Linked DNA regions of Mus musculus: region 2 is linked to region 1. The links are chromatin contacts, called in public promoter capture Hi-C maps. All regions are on one chromosome and are shown on one strand. The core of a region is the stretch at or near the end of the contact, and the rest is flanking DNA. Distances in the headings are between cores, read along the strand shown.

Evidence for each region. Promoter capture Hi-C pulls out the DNA fragments that hold promoters and counts their contacts.
Region 2: a promoter capture Hi-C map of macrophages shows a contact between it and region 1, with 11 read pairs. The contact joins the promoter of C5ar1 here to the promoter of Dhx34 in region 1. A contact is called at or near these places in 20 of 39 promoter capture datasets (the 3T3-L1 cell line, 3T3-L1-derived adipocytes, the C10 cell line and 12 more), 4 of 15 datasets of contacts at CTCF or cohesin (CD8 T cells, the NIH/3T3 cell line, large pre-B cells and 1 more), 23 of 484 Hi-C or Micro-C datasets (B cells, CD4 single positive thymocytes, CD8 T cells and 17 more), 16 of 115 datasets of contacts at active chromatin or transcription factors (CD8 T cells, the HPC-7 cell line, Th17 cells and 10 more) and 3 of 9 other capture datasets (adipose tissue, liver and pancreatic islet).

The regions. Positions count from the first base shown.
Region 1 is chr7:16,219,190-16,224,856 of GRCm38.p6, forward strand. It overlaps Dhx34 (DEAH (Asp-Glu-Ala-His) box polypeptide 34), which reads right to left and starts at 2,843. Exons shown (of 17, transcript NM_027883.3): 1 at 2,809-2,843.
Region 2 is chr7:16,257,259-16,262,925 of GRCm38.p6, forward strand. It overlaps C5ar1 (complement component 5a receptor 1), which reads right to left and starts at 2,080. Exons shown (of 2, transcript NM_001173550.1): 1 at 1,887-2,080. The coding sequence starts at 1,889.

The DNA.
Region 1 (5,667 bases), core at 1,593-4,092:
AAATGAACGGAATGTATCTGTGGTGTTAGGGATTGGTTTTGCCTGCCTGGCACATGCCATCCTTTACCTGGCAAGTTTCCATCCTCCTTCAGAGAATAGCTCATCACATACACATGGCTCTCAGGGTTTAAGCAAACAACAAAGGCCTGGCCAGCCATGGTATTCCTTTTGGTCTGAGGAATGGACACAAGTCCCAGTCAGGTCCCTACTCTGGAATTTGCACCTGGTCGCTAGGAGAGAGAAGCCCTCTGTTTTTATCTAACCAGACGAGTTGGGTTAAACCTGAACCCATTCAGAGTAGCTCTAGGGCATGAGTCTTTCCTAGATATGTACCTCCGACAAAACCCTGCCTGTGGACACAGTGGTCTGACCACTGTGAGGGGGCGTAGGAGACGCCTGGTGATATCACCAGTGTGCAAGGCTTAGTTCCTGCCAACACTCCGCTTCTTGGCTAAGTAAGAAAATGCCTTCCACTGCCCTACAGTGTTGAGATAGAGCCCGGCCCCTCACACATGATACACAAGTGGTCCACCACTGAGCCATTCTGCTTGAAGTCAGAATCTCTCCGGTCAGCTGAAGAAAAATCACAATGAAGGACATAGCTGTGTGCCCAATTTTCTGGAGGGAAGTCCCTCATTCTTCCTTTTTGTATAAGTTATATCTTATTCTGTATATGTGTTTTGCCTGCGTGTGTGTATGTGTACCAATGACGCCCTTGGAATCCAGAAGGCGCCAGATCCCCCTGAAAGTAGACTCACAAGTGGTTGTGAGCCACCATGTGGGTACTGGGAATTGAACCTGGATCCTTTGGGAGAGTAGCCCATGCTCTTAACCGCTGAGCCATCTCTCCAGCCCTTCATTCTTCTTTCCTAAAAGGATTTATCAGGACAATGAGATGGCTCAGTGACTAAGGGCATTTGCCACCAAGCTTGGTAAACAGAGTTTGAGTCTTGGAACCCATATGGGAAGAAAGAGCTGACTCTCTCAAGTTTTCCTGCCTTACACACACACACAAATAAATAAAATTTAATATGTGGGGGCTGATTATGATTTTAAGAGGCCCACACACTCCCTTGGTAAAGGACCTGGAGACAAGCAGGTCATCAGGTTTGAATCTGATCAGTTACCACAAGCAAACAAGTTTATCTGAAGTGGTTTTCTTCATCTATAAAATGGGAGCAGTATCATCAAATATCAAAAACACTGTCAAAGAGGCCAAACGGCCACTATTACTCAGGTTTAATGCTTTCTCTCCACAAGAAGAGATTCCAACACATGGAAAACAGCAAAGGCACAGAGCATCCAACCAGGGGGGAAAATAACACAAAAGGCCAGGAATTCTCTCTCGATGGCATTAGCAAACCCAACTCAGCCTTCATTCTCTCAAGGGTCATCATGAAAGAGCCCAGAGGTTGGCTTTATGCAGTCACAGGGGTGGGAGGGACTTGGTCCCCTCTTGGGAGTTGTTAGAGCTACCTTTGAGTGTCCAGGGAGGAAGACCTTGTGAGTCCCACAAACATAGCAGACACTGCAGAGTACAACACTTCTGAGTAAAGACTGAAGCTCGGTGATGACAGGACTGAGAGAACTCTATTCTAGAAGGGAATGAGGACCAGGCCTTGGAAAGCTGCTAGAAGATGGAGCCAGTGATCCTCAGAAAAAGACTGGGACAGTAAGGAGGAGAAAGCTCCTTCTAGGCAACAAAAACCCTGACTCACACTAGGCCCAACATCAGCACCCATGGCTGCCAATGGGTCTGTTCCCTCGGGCATTTTACTCCTTCATTTGGTTTGGGGTCTCAGGTAGTTTAGCCTAACCTTGAACTCTCCACACAGATAAGCATGACCTTGAACTCACTCACCATCCAGTCTCCACCACATAAGTGCTGGGACTGCAAGTAAGCACCATTATGTCCAAGTATGGCTTACCGGGCCATCTTCCCAATACCTCTCTTTCTATTTCTCTATTTCTCCCTCTCTCCCCTCTCTCTCCTCTCTCTCTCTCTCTCTCTCCCTCCCTCCCTCTCTTCCTCAGACCTCCATTTGAATTTCTCCACTTTCTCCATCTTGTTTCAACTTTTCCTCAAATTTATTTATTTTTGGAGACAAGAGTCATCCTATGTAGACTGGGTTGGCCTTTAACTCACAATCCTCCTGCTTCAGCCTCCTGTGCTCAGATCCAGCACCTAGCTCCCGGCCCTCTATTTGTTTACAGTTCTCCAGTCAATACTTTTATCTACCAATGGTGCCTTTCTTTACAGCTACCACTCCGGTATTTCTGTGTAGTCTCAATCACATATGTATACATATATGTTCACTTTCTCACAACATTAAGACTATTTCCACTCTATTTTGCTAAGCTAAATAAGCAGTGCGAGGAACGCAAATCTGGGGTGCATTTCTTCCTTTCGCCATTTTTCAGCACGACTCTACTATCACCTCCAACTTTCAAGGTTCTGTTTCAAACTCCATCTTTTCATAACTGTGGGTCTCACCACCATCCAGGCTTTCTTGCCAATCTCTTCCTGGCGCCCTTGTGAGCCTCTCTTGCAGGCACCCCATCACCCTGGTCCCCTTTTCTCTCCCTTTCTCAGAAACTTGTTCCCTCTGTGGTTTCAGTTCCGGGCCTCTTGGTCCTCCAGCTTCTAAGAATCGCGCACCGCCAGAGCTCTCTGGGTCCTGGCACATTCCTTCATTAAAATTGGGGTTCTCTTGACTCCCCTGCTCGCTCGGAACTATAGCCCCACACAAATCCTGCACCAGGGACCAAAGCCACGCAGACACCCCGCACACACGCCCCGCCCCTTACCTCCGAAATAGCACGGACGCCTCAACTTCCGGTCCTAAATGGTCTGCGCCTGCGCACGCTCCCGCCACTCTCCAGACTGCGCATGCGCAGATCGCGAAAGCGCGACCTGGCCTCTCCGTACAATGAAGCCCAATAGGGAGTAGCGGGCGGGCCAATGCCCATCGCACAAAGCGCTCTTGGGCACCTGGCTTCAGGCAGTGTTTTGGGTGATTTGACGCCCTCTAGAGGCCAGAGGAGGGGTTATAGGTAAGTGCCAGTCCCTAGCCGTGTCCTCTCCACAGCCCTGTAAACCCAGAATTACTAGAAAGTCAAAAGTTTCGGGTCCAAAAAACAAAACAACGCACGCCTCTAATCCCAGCACTTGGGAGGCAGAGGCAGGCGGATTTCTGAGTTCGAGGCCAGCCTGGTCTACAGAGTGAGTTCCAGGACAGCCAGAGCTACACAGAGAAACCCTCTCTCAAAAAAACAAACAAACAAACAAACAAAAAGTTTAGGGTCAGCAAGGGAGCTCAAACACTATTAAAACAGTCCCGTGACTGGGCGAACTAGTGCACGCCTTAAATTCCAGCACTTGGGAGGCAAAGGGAGGTGGATCTCGGTAAGTTCAAGGCCAGCCTGGACTACATAGTGAGTTCAGGTCATCCAGGACTACATATCTAGACCATCTCAAAAACCTAATTAAATTAATAAGACAGTCATGTGGTCACTCTATCACTATAACTCACTAATAAATAATCAGATGTAACCCCAGCAGCCTTAAGCCAGGGACCAGCTCTGTGCTGATCAGTCTTGTGTCCCCTTAAAGCCCTCTCTAGAGCCACACATGTTAAATTAATGACTAAATGGGTGAGAAAAGACTCCAGAGAAAACTACACAGTACTCCTCGATGTGCCAATCACTGGGGAACTGAGCCTCAGTTTCCCCATCGATAACCTAAGAAAACTTGTTGCAAAAAAAAAAAAAAGTCGCTGAAAAGCATATATAAAAATATATAGGCCAGGCTGGGTTGTAGCCAGGTTTTGAGTTCTCTGTTTCCTCTTCTGGTTTCTCTGTGCAGCTCACTTTTTCCCCCCATTCAGATATTAGTGCACTGAAGCTGTCATCTCTGACCTTGCTTCTAAAAGCAGCTCCCTCCACAGAGCGGGCATTATTGCTCAATATTTTATTTCTTTGCTTATTCATGTATTTCAGACAAGAACTTTCTCCTTTGCCCAGGCTCCAACTACTCATCCTTCCACCACCGCCTCCTGAGCGCTGGAATGTTCTTCACCCCGTCCTATTTAATCTTACTTTTGTGACTATCTCTGTGTCCTCCAGTAAGATGTGTGCTCCGTAAAAGTGGAGAACTCTTCTGTTTTGTTCACCAAAGTCTCCTCTGTGCAGAGAAAGAACCCCAGACCTTAAGAATGTACCCCTCCCCAGGTAGTACAATACTAAGGGTAAAGAAGACATTTGGGGGCTGGTGAGATGGCTCAGTGGGTAAGAGCACCCGACTGTTCGTCCGAAGGTCAGGAGTTCAAATCCCAGCAACCACATGGTGGCTCACAACCATCCGTAATGAGATCTGATGCCCTCTTCTGGAGTGTCTGAGGACAGCTACAGTGTACTTACATATAATAAACAAACAAACATTTAAAGAAAAAAAAGACATTTGGAAGCATATAATCTAAATCAATGATTTACCAAGGGACTTATATTCACAGCAAGCAGTAAAAAGAAAGTTTATGCACCTTTTTTTTTTTGAGACCGGGCCTCATGTAGCCTAGGCTAGCCTTCTTATGTAACTGAGGATGGGCTTGAACTCCTGGCCCTCCTGTCTCCACCGTCTGAGTTCTGGTCTCCCACGTTTGTATCAACACCAGCTATTTTAGTTGGTGCAAAGGATTGGTCCCTAGGCCTCATCTAAGCTAGGCAAACAAGGAACACGGAAGACGGAGGGGAGGAAGCAGCCTGGCAATGAGACAGAGAAATAGGGTGGATCGTAGACACACACCAGGGCTAGGACTCAGGCTTGGGAGCTGAGGTGGAAGGGAGCCATGGAGGAGTTTCAGCAGAGGAAGCATTGTAGACAGTATCTGCTGTCCATATGAAAAACAAACAATGGCGAATTGTGTTAGTCAGGGTTCTCTACAATAATGGAATTTACAGACTGAATCTCTTTGTCTATAATATATAGAAAGGGGATTATTAGAATGTCTTACAGGTTAGGGTCCAACCACTAAACAATGGCTGGCTATAAACAGAAAGTCCAAGAACCCAGAAGTCACTCAGTCCATAAGACTGGCTGTCTCAGCTGGTCTTCAGTAGATGCTGAAACCAGGACACTGGAATTCTGTGGGACTGTGATAGGCAGCCTATTTTGGTTGAGTGGGGCTTGTTCCAGTGACTCAGTAGAGAACTCTACAAGGGACAGAAAAGCAAGCCACGTTCCCAGAGACAGGTGCCTGACACCACAGAGCCCCCAACTCCATAATTCTGTGACTATCAGTCACGCAGACAATGTCCCAAGCTTCTGGCATTCTGGCTAGACTCCACCCCCACAGTTACCTGACTAAGCCAGGTATGCTCCTCCCCACAGTTACCTGATAGCCCAGCCCACTATCAGAGGGGCTGCTTGGCCCCTCCTTGCTCTCTTTAGCCCTCACCTTTTTTACTCTCTAGCCCTCCTCCTCTCTCTCCCTTCCCTCTCCACGTGGCCATGGCCGGCCTCTCTCTCTCCTTCTACCTTCTTTCCTTCCCTCTGCCTTTCTACAATAAAGCTCTAAAACCATAGACTGTCTCTGCTCATCAAGGCCCGCCGTGCTTGAACGATGGGATAGGCTTTCCCCTAAAGAGCCATGTCCAACCTCCCGCCGGAAG
Region 2 (5,667 bases), core at 830-3,329, 37 kb after region 1:
AGTGTGGCTCAGTGGTAGAGCCCCTGCCTAGAATCCCCCAGTGAGGGGTGAGGGGCATAGCTTAGCCATAGACTACTGGCCTAAGAATCCAGTCACGGGCTGCAGAGATGGTTCAGCGGTTTAGAGCTCTGACTGCTCTTCCAAAGGTCCCGAGTTCAATTCCCAGCAACCACATGGTGGCTAATAACCATCTGTAATTGGGTCTGATGCCCTCTTCTGGTGTCTCTGAAGAGACAATACTACTCACATATATAAAATAAGTAAATCTTTAAAAAAAAAAAAAAAAAAAAAAAAAAAAAAAAGGGCTGGTGAGTTGGCTCAGTGGGTAAGAGCACCCGACTGCTCTTCCGAAGGTCTGGAGTTCAAATCCCAGCAACCACATGGTAGCTCACAACCATCTGTAACAAGATCTGATGCCATCTTCTGGAGTGTCTGAAGACAGCTACAGTGTACTTATATATAATAAATAAATCTTAAAAAAAAAAAAAGATACTGACAGCCTATTCCAGTATTTAAAACAAACAAACAAACAAACAAAAAACAAAAAACTCAGTCACGCCCCAGCCCAAATCAGGGACTCTACAGTTCGGGTGGTCAATAAAGTGACTTCGTCTTCAGAAACGTTGTGTAGAAAGGAAAAAGAACCCACCCTGTTCTGGAAACCCCAATTGCTCGGGGCAGACACAGGATTGGATGGGACAGAAGAAGGATGAAGAAAGCGTGTACCCTCCCTGTCATCAAGTTTTCCGTTTCCTCTTTTGTGTGGATGAAGCAAGACCGTATCCTCTGTTACAGTGGGGCCAAGTCGCCGCTGGTCTAGCACCATGCCTCAACGTCAGGTCCCAGGCATGGAGAGGGACCTGCCTAGAGGGTCATGGCCATTAACCACAGAAGGACCCAGGCCATCAGTGCTCCCATCTGGGCTTCCTCTAACTTTTCTGGGAATGGGCGTTCTTTCAAACTGGCTGTCAAGACTCTCAACATTGACCTTCCTTAGACTTCTTTACATGTTTACCAGGCTGGCCTCGAACTCACAGAGAACCTCCCGATTCTGCCTCCTGAGTGCGGGATTAAAAGGTGTGCGTCACAGCACCCAGTCTCTGCTTGGTAGTTTTAGACTCAGCGTAGGAGACGGAACCCTGGGCCACACTCAGGCTAGGCAGTGAGCTACAATCCCAACAGGTTTCTGCAATTGTTTCATTCTTCCTTCCTTTATTCACACTGTTTGAGTTTTTGTTTTGTTTTGCTTTTAGTCTTTGAGACAAAGTCTCAACAAAGTTGCCTAGGCTCGCCCCAAATCTCAAACCTCCTGCTAGGAGCCAGGATAGCAGGTTTGAGCCACCACCTTGGCTAGTTTGTAAAATTATTTTTTTGTTCTTGCTTTTCTGAAGTAGGGTCTCATGTAGTGTAGCCCAGGTTAACCTCAAAATTACTATGTAAGATTGAATTTCCAATCACTCCCACCCAGCTGTACGAGGTGCTGGTCATTGGACCCATGGCTTCCAGCTCTCCCACAGAGCACTCTCACACCTGATCTCTACCTCCAGCCCATTTGTCTCTGAACACAGTATCTCATAGTGTAGCTCACACTAGCCTAAAAGTCACTATGTAGCCTTGACTGCAGCATCCTGCCCCGGCCTCTTGAGGGCTCAGATTACAAGTGTAAATGAACATGCCCAACTTCTAGAACTCTTCAGTGAGGAGAGCTGACTCCAGGGTCTCCTGTCCTGAAGAACCTTCTTGAGCCTACATCTTGGTGAGGCCGCCGTGGTTCCCATAAATCCCCTTAGTCCGTTGGCCACATCCCATCTCAGAGTGTGAGCTCAGGATGGGAAAGGAGCTAGAAATGGGCAAAGAAAGTCAGACAGGGAGAGGAATCCACTCACCATGTCCTGGCTCCTCCTGGGTTCTGTGGTAACCAGCGACGGATGCCTGAAGGTCCCTGTCACCCAGGCTGTGCCTTTTAAACCCTCAAGAAGAGATGCAGGCAACTGAGAGGAAATGACTGTCTTGTCTCCTGGAGGTGCTCATTGGTCACTCACTGACCATCCTAGCTGAGGCTCCCTCCACCGGTGCTTACCCAGTACACCCTCAGCACCACCCAGTACCAACCAGCCAGGGGAGAGATGTCAACTTGGAAAAGGAAGGAAGTCTCTGGCCCCAGAAGGGGAAAAGGCAATTTCCAGGACTTCTTCACTTTTGGGGACGCAGCTGCTTTTCCTGGCCTCGTTCCCCAATCTGAGGAGGAGCCTACCTCTTCTGAAGGAAGTTTTGGAGTTTCTGGGGTTTCTACATGACAGAAATAATGACCACAGCTCCCCAGCCTGGTGGCTTTTATAGCAAGAAAGCACACAGAGGGCTGAAGAGATGGCCAAGGTCTTGGCGTTTTCTCTTAAGGGGGTTAGGGAGATGTGTTAACTCAATGCTAGCACTCAGGAGACTGGGGCAGGAGGATCACCCTGGGCTGCAGAACAGGACCTGTCTCAAATAATAAAGCAAAGCATGCTGGGATCATGGCTTGGTTGGTTAAACACTTGCCTAGCATGTGCAAAGCCCTGGATACCATTCCCAGCACCGCATAAAACCTGATGTAGTGCTGCATCCGACCCCAGCACCCAGGCGGCTGAGGCAGGAGAATAAGTTCAAAGCCATCCTCCTGGCTGCACAGTAACTTCTAATCCAGAGTAGGCTTTGTGAGATCCTTTGTAGCAGTGGCTCTCAACCTTCCTGACACTGTGACCCTGAAAACAGTTGGTTCCACATATTGTGGTGACCCCCAACCACAAAAGCATTTCATTGTTACTTCATAACTGTAATGTAAATATCAGATATACAAGATATCTGAGATGTGACACCCTCCCCCCAGGGGTCAGGACCCACAGGTTGAGAACCTGTGCTTTTTAGCAAAGACAAAATTGGCTCAGGTTAGGCACAATTATACATGCCTGTAATTCTATTACTTGGACAAAAGCAGGAGGATTAAAAATTCCAGGCCACCTGCATAGGAAGGACCAATTTTTTAAAAAAATAAAAATAAAACAAACCTATGGTCACATGTGTGGTACGCAATCCCAACACTCTGTAAACTCATGGTCAGTAAGAGCCACATAATGAAAGCCTATCTCAGGGCTGGGGGGCGTGGAGCATAAGAGATGAAATGTCTTATTCTGTCTTAACAGCCTAATTAATCCTTTGTTGTGTTTTCTGTTTGTTTGAAACCTGAAATCTTCTATCTTCTCTCTTCTCCTCCCACATCCTACCCTGAACACCTGATGCATCAGCCACGTGAGACCACAGGACCCCGGAACTCCTGTGAGTATGCAGCGAGATGGGCCGTGAAAGGAACACACTCCGGAGATTTCAACGATGTCTATAATCTCAGCATTTGGGAGGTGGATGCAGGAGACACCATAGCTCAAGTTCATTCCTAGCAATACAGACAACCCGAGACACCATCTCAAACACTCAAAAACAGCCAGATGTGGTGGCACAAGCCTGTAATCCCGACACTCAGATGGCACAGACAGGCAGTCCTCTGTGAGTTTGAGGCCAGCTCGTCTACATAATGAGTTTCAGGCCAACCAAAGCTATATAGAAAACTACCTCAAAACAAGAGTAAAAACTAAATAAAGTAAATATGTAGCTTTACTGATTTGTTTTCTAAACTTGTGTGTGTGTGTGTGTGTGTGTGTGTGTGTGTAGGTCAGAGGACAAACTTGTAGGACTTATGTCTTTCCACCATGTTGGTCACAGGAATTGAACTCAGGTCAGCAGGCTGAGCAGCAAGCACTTTACCCACCGAGCCATCTCGCTGGCCCCTTTTCTTGGGCAGGGCTGAAATTTTTTGACTTACACAGTGGAAACCAAACAAAGCTGAAAAGTCTCATGACCCAATAACATGGGAAGTGTGAGCTGTCCCTTATCTACAGCCCCAGTGCCCTAGGAAGCCTGTCCCTTGCAGGAGTGCATGAACCAGCTGAGCAGGTGGCTGTAATCCATTGTTCCCTCAGGGAAGCTGAAAGTCCACCATAGGGTGGCAATCAACAACTACTACCCTGTGGTGCTGAGTGAGGCCCCAGGCTGCAGCCACAGTGGCTTCTAAGGCAGGATGTGGTGGACTGGTCATTGCAGAGCTGAGATACAAGTGGCCTTCCATGCTGATCTGATCCGGTGGGCTTGCAAGAGGTTCTAGTATTTGCTCTGCCCAAGAAGCAGGAAGCAAAAGACAAACAAACAAACAAAAAAACACAGGGGGGGGGGGAGAGAGGGGGGAGGGAGAGGGAGAGAGGAAGAAGAAGAAGAAGAAGAAGAAGAAGAAGAAGAAGAAGAAGAAGAAGAAGAAGAAGAAGAAGAAGAAGAAGATGATAGAGGAGGAGGAGATGGAGGAGGAAGAGGTGGAGGAGGAAGAGGAAGAGGAGGAAGAGAAGGAAGGAGGGGGGAAGGAGGAGGGAGGGAGGAGGAGGACTGTGGGAAGTGCCAGGGGGTGGAGAACTGACTGTTGAAACCTGTCTTCTGACTGCTACTTGTGCACCATGTACCATGGGTGCACACAATAGATAGATAGATAGATAGATAGATAGATAGATAGATAGATAGATAGATAGATAGATAGTAAATAATATAGTTTATTTATACATGTCTATCAAATATATTATATATACTAAACATATATTTATTATATCTTTATAGAATATACATTTACAATATATTATATATAAAATAGATACATTATATATAAGATATAAAAAATAAATTATTTAAATAAAATAAATAAATAAAATGGAATTTTAAAAGCTAACTAATTAGGCTTGGGCATACAATAAACAAACAAACAAGTAAAATGTAATTTTAAAAGTTAACCAATTAGTCCAGGCCGAGGTGACGCAAGCCTTTAATCCCAGCACTTGAGGAGGCAGAGACAGGCAGATATCTATGAGTCTAAGGCCAGCCTGATCTACAGAGTGAGTTCCAGGACAGCCAGGGATACACAGAGAAATTCTGTCTTGAAAAACAAAAAGAAAAAAAAATTAACTAAATAAAAGAGATTGTGTTAGTTTTCTGTGTTGGCTGTAACAAACAATCAGAGGCTTGTGGCTTACAAGGCTGAAAATTTACAATCACTCTTCCAGAATCCATAGGTTCGAGAGTCATGGGGTCATGGGGATCCAGGAGAGCCCGATAGAATGTCCCAGGAGGGTCTGGATCTCTTTTCCAGTTCCTTGTGGCCACTGGCTGTCTCCTTCCTCACACGGCCCTTCTCCTCCGTGTGTCCTCCTGACTCGTCTATGGACACTAAAACCCCCGTTTCCAAATACGTTTATATCCACAGCTTCTGGGGTTTTTTGGGGGGGGGGTTGTTTGTTTGTTTGTTTAAGGTGGGGTCATCATTCAAACCACTCCACGGACCAAACTGTTCTCCAAAGTGGAGGGGTCATTTCAAGGCATGTTCTTGTTATTGCCACTAGAAGATTCTATGACTCTGAAGCACCTAACGTGAGCAGGGTAAATGGATCCTGGATCTTCTGAGATCATCCAGCTCTTGCTTGCTATTCGAAAGGTGGTCCCATATCCTCTGCCTTGGCCCCTCCTGTGTAGGAAAAGAATGCAGGTGAGGGACCTGAGGGCATAGCTCAATTGGTATTGAGCTTCCTTAAAATGCAAGGAGTC